2 separate regions of the Danio rerio genome follow, and region 2 is linked to region 1. A link is a contact called in public HiCAR-type data. All regions are on one chromosome and are shown on one strand. The core of a region is the stretch at or near the end of the contact, and the rest is flanking DNA. Distances in the headings are between cores, read along the strand shown. Region 1 holds the start of drd5a (dopamine receptor D5a). Region 2 holds the start of znf518b (zinc finger protein 518B).

Evidence for each region. HiCAR-type assays count read pairs that join an accessible place to other places.
Region 2: a HiCAR-type map of caudal fin shows a contact between it and region 1, with 4 times the contacts expected there. The contact joins the promoter of znf518b here to the promoter of drd5a in region 1. A contact is called at or near these places in 1 of 18 Hi-C or Micro-C datasets (caudal fin) and 2 of 4 datasets of contacts at active chromatin or transcription factors (caudal fin and embryo).

Annotation. Positions count from the first base shown.
Region 1 is chr14:147,261-149,960 of GRCz12tu, reverse strand. drd5a (dopamine receptor D5a) reads right to left here and starts at 1,439. Exons shown (of 1, transcript XM_003199767.7): 1 at 1-1,439. The coding sequence starts at 1,254. The coding sequence ends at 16.
Region 2 is chr14:214,601-217,300 of GRCz12tu, reverse strand. It overlaps znf518b (zinc finger protein 518B), which reads right to left and starts at 1,373. Exons shown (of 2, transcript XM_005173052.6): 1 at 1,248-1,373.

The sequences.
Region 1 (2,700 bases), core at 190-2,689:
GTGTCCGTCCGGCGCTCAGTGGATCCCGTTGGCCGTGAAGGGCGCGCGGGGCTCCGCGTCACACTCCAGCTCACACACCGAGTCCGTGCACGCGTCCTCGTCTTCGCGCGACAGCTGCGAGATCCGGTCGAACGTGTCGTCCACCACGTTCGGGATGATGTTGACGTACGCGCTCACGATCTCCTTGTGGAGCAGCGTGTCCTGGTTGTAGGACACGAGCTCGTTGCTGATGTTGACCGTCTCCACCGGCGTCCGGCAGCGGCCCCGGCAGCCCAGCAGGCTGGAGAAGCCCTTGCGGAACTCCGCGTTGAAGGCGTAGATGACGGGGTTGAGCGAAGAGTTGGTCCAGCCGAACCACACGAACACGTCGAAGGTGGTGTCGCTGACGCAGGGCAGACCCGCGGACGGCTTGTCGTGGCAGAACGGAACCACGCAGTTGAGCACGAAGAACGGCAGCCAGCAGCACACGAACACGCCCATGATCACCGACAGGGTCTTCAGCACTTTGGTCTCGCGGCTGATGGAGCTCTTCAGGCTGCTGTGGTGCTGGCACGCCAGGCGGTTCGACCGGCAGCTCTGCGCGTGCTCGGCGGCGCGCTCCAGCGAGGCGATCCTCCTGATCTGGATCTGCGCGATGCGGTAGATGCGCGTGTAGGTGACGATCATGATGGCCACGGGGATGTAGAAGCTGATGAGCGACGAGGAGATGGCGTACTCCCGGTTCAGGCTGGAGTCGCAGTCTCCCGCGTTCCCACCGCCGCCGCTGCGCGCCGCCGCCTTGTGCCAGTCCAGCTGCACCGGGATGAAGGAGATGAGCACCGACAGCGTCCACGCCGCGCCGATCATCACGAAGGCCACGCGCGGCGTCATCTTGCGCTCGTAGCGGAACGGGCTGCTGATGGCCCAGTAGCGGTCCACGCTGATCACGCACAGGTTCAGGATGGAGGCGGTGGAGCACATGATGTCGAACGCCACCCAGATGTCGCAGAAGGCGCCGAACGGCCAGAAACCGGCCACCTCCGACACCGCTTTCCACGGCATCACCAGCACGGCCACGAACAGGTCCGACACGGCCAGCGACACGATGAAGATGTTGGTGACTTTAGTGCGCAGGTGCCGGAAGCGCAGCACGGCCGCGCACACCAGAATGTTCCCGAACAGAGTCCAGAGGATGAGCGCGCACAGCAGGCACCCGGTGAGCGCGCGCGCCAGCATCTCCCGCGGCTCGGTCCCGGTCACCGTTCCGTTCAGCATGCTTAGTTCTGGCGCGCTCACGGGTCGCCATCGGGCGCGTGTCTCCGCGCGGTCCCCGGTGCCGGTGAGTCCCGCATGACGCACGGACGAGCGCGATCGAAGAGGGAATCCGAAACCCAGCGTCTCCTGGAGAGTGCGTGCGTGTGCGTGTGTGTGTGTGAGCCGGCCGTCCGACCTCTCTAAGCGCCTGGGAACTGTGCTCTGCTATTTTGAGAGAGACAGAGAGAGACAGAGAGAGAGAGAGAGAGAGAGAGAGAGACAGAGAGAGAGAAGGAGAGAGAGAGACAGAGAGAGAGAGAGAGAGAGAGAGAGAGAGAGAGAGAGAGAGTGCAGTCGATGAGTTATGAGTCACGGCGGGAAACACTACAGGAGCGTCAGTCTAGTCTTCTGTAAAGCCCAAACAGACACACACACACACACACACACACACACACACACACACACACACACACACACACACACACACACACACACACACACAATCAGCCTCAGTGCTGCATTACTCTGGTACAGTCTGAAATAGAACACAGAGAATGGTGTGTGTGTGTGTGTGTGTGTGTGTGTGTGTGTGTGTGTGTGTGTGTGTGTGTGTGTGTGTGTGTGTGTGTGTGTGTGTGTGTGTGTGTGTGTGTGTGTGTGTGTCTTCTCTGCTGAGGGCTCCAGTGGTCAGTCATTCATCAGCTCTGCATCATCAGTGTGTGTTGATGAACCCACAGCGACACCCAGAGGACACACACTCAACTACTGTCTACACTCTCACAAAGTGTGTGTGTGTGTGTGTGAGAGAGAGAGATAGTGAGTTATAGAAGGTGCATGTGTGTGTTGTGTACATGTTTAAATATGTTTATATATGAATGTGTGTGTGTGTGTGTGTGTGTGTGTGTGTGTTTCAGATGTGTGAAATGTGAGGATTGGCTGCAGCAGTGTCAGAAGCACAGCCTCAGTTGCTGCTGATACACACACACACACACACACACACACACACACACACACACACACACACAGCTGATCCGGCTGCAGGGGATTGTGGGAATTCATGAATATTGGGAACACCTGGAGCTGTCAAGAGATGAGCACATCTGGAGCATCAGGGGCCCATCTGTGTGTGTGTGTGTGTGTGTGTGTGTGTGTGTGTGTGTGTATGTGAGTGTGTGTGTGTGTGTGTGTGTGTGTGTATGTGTGTGTGTGTGTGTGTGTGTGTGTGAGTGTGTGTGTGTGATGTGTCTGAGTGTGCATGTCTGAATTCATGCATGTGTGTGTGTGATTGTGTCTGATATATCTGAGTGTGTGTGTGTGTGTATGTATTGTAACGTGTGTGTGTGTGTATATAGCGCATGTATCCTGTATGGTCATACACCCACAGCGCTTCACCATCATGAGGGGTCTCTCCACTCCACCAGCAGTGTGCAGCTCCACCTGATGATGCTCCGGCAGCCACAGGACAGC
Region 2 (2,700 bases), core at 124-2,623, 67 kb before region 1:
GTCTTTGCCATTGCGTTCATTGTTCAACTGGCGTTTGTTGACTAGCAATAACCAAATGCCGAGCGAGACGCATGTGTCCTGTTTATACTAGAACGTGCATGCCCAGAGTGCGCCAATGGTCACGTGATATACGTTTTTGGTGGCGTAGTGTGGACGGAGATATGTTCTGAAACGCTATTGACGCGGATCGTTTTTGATCTAAAACATCGTTTTAAAACTAAAACGCACTAGTGTGAACAGGGCCTGAGTCTGCACACTACTTTAGATATGCAGGATTTTGTTGTGCAGAGCCCCCAGTGTCGAAATGTCTGGTCCAAACAGATAAAAAACCCTGATGGTGCACTCGAGGAGCGGATAATCTGATGAGGCTGACCCGCAGGACACGTGGCTTCAACTTCACTTTGACATTTTTGTCTGGAGAGAACCAAGAGTTAATTTACCACGACATCGAGTTTAATATCTGAAGAGCTAATCATTATATTGCATTTACGATGGACTCAATATACATGTTTGTGTGTCTGCGAGATGTAAAACTTGTTAAACTCTCTGGCACAAAAAAATGTTTTTGCTAAAAAATTATGTCTGATTTTCTTTATATTTGGTTTAAATAATTTTAACATCACACTGAACAATATTAACTGAACAAATCTGAGATATTTAGGACTTTCCACTAATAACACCCATTATTACGATGTCATAATATTACACACAATATGTGAAACTGATATTTTGATTAAAAAAAACATGTAGCTATAAAATCTGACAACAACAATGTAAATTCATGAAAGAAAACATTGCACATGGACTAGTTTTTAAAACCATTGACAATATTAATATAGTTTAAATACAACTATTATAGTTATTAACAGAAATGACAGAATTCAAGCTTTTAATCTGCAACTAACATGTTTACAGAGATAAACAGCTGAGCTTTAGTAGCATGTTTTATTTCTTAACACTAATAAACACTTGCTTGTTTAAATGTGAGCTTCCCCTAAATAAATAAAGGCAGAGGTGTGTCTCTACATGCAGCTGGATGTGCTGCTGAGCTCTGCAGATGCTCTTCTTCCACAGGAGACTGGATTCCCGCATGCATAACAGCACACATGCAGTCATTCCCCCAGAGGGATCAGGCGCAGATCTGCATTCATTCACGCATTATGTGCGTGTGCCCGTCTCCAAATCCCGCACGCGCCCGCGATAGCGCGCGAAAAACAGGCGAAAAAACGACGCGTTTGAGCACTAACCTTGCGTTAAACCCGTCCTCCTCTCCGAAGAGCCGCTGATGCGGGAAATTCCTCCAAAGCTTTATATTTTCGCATCAACTTGGCGTGCATTGTTTGCGTTCTGCTGCCGTGACCGCGCAGAGACTGGCGGTGCGCGTGACCGCTGAGCGCGTGATCTGAATCGCGTCTCTGATTGGCTGCCGGCTGCAGTAGAGCTCTACAGCTCACGCGGGCACCCGCACATCAGACTGCGTAGCACGAGCTTTGTGCTCAAAAACGCGTCTTTCCTCGAATTAACGGCAGATAAACTGATCATACCGCACTGTAGAGCTCACAGTCCGTGCAGAATACAGATTAGTGTAGTCAGTGCAGGAATCTGCAGAGCTTTCAGTTAATAATGTGTGTTCTGCAGGATGCCATGAGCCAAGATGGCGTCCATGTGTGTTTGCAGAAAAACAGGCAGGATCAAACCTGTTATAGTGCGCAGCTGATGAAGTGTCCGCTTGTGTTGTGTTCACACATCTTACTGAATAATCTGCCGTGGTCTGATGATGATGATGATGATGATTTATGTTTCTGTTGAAGCCTTGATAGAAGTCTAAAAGTAAGTTTGTCAGCCACGCCCAAATAGCTGAGCCAAATGCTGAGTTGCAGACGAGACACTGGTATGAGCTGAAAGACAACTGACTTACAGAAACAAATGATGAATAACCGAGACCTGCATGATTATAACACTTATTAAAATGATTAAAACATGCAAAAAAAAAAAAAAACCTTCAGTTAGTTAAAGGGACAGTTCCTGTCAAAATGAACATGTAGCCTCCTCATTTACGCTCCCTCATGCTGTTTCAATCAGTTTCTTTCTCCTGTTGAACACAAAAGAAGATGCTTTGAAAAATGTGGACACCGGTAGCCATTGGCATCTATAGAGGGGGAAATACTATTGAACTTAATGGGTACCAGTTTCCAATATTCTTTAAAAAGTCTTCTTTTGTGTTTAGCAGAGCAAAATGATCAAAAACTCGCTGGAGGATGAGTACATGAGCACTGAATTGTCGTTTTGGGATGAGCTGTATGTAAATGCCTGCTTTAGCCATGCAGCCTGAAAGCCAGTGTAAATGATGCCGCTCTGACCCTTCTCAGTCCTCGCTTACACTGTGTAATTACATATTAATTAGTGTGTAAATGATAGCAGTGGGACAATTCACAGAGTCGGTTCAGTTCTTATCTGTGGTCACGCTTTCAGTTTGATTTGGTTTACACTGTAAAAAATATGCAACACTTAAATACCGATTTAGAAATACATCATAGCTTTATAATGTACCGTTTGCAGTATTTAAAAAAGGGTTATTCTTAATGCATTAATTTCAGTCTTAGGGGCTTAATTTATTCTTGTGTTGTTGATTAATAGTAATGATGAAAGTGGCTTAATTATGGCTAAATTGCGTTTGAAGATTATTAAAACACACACACA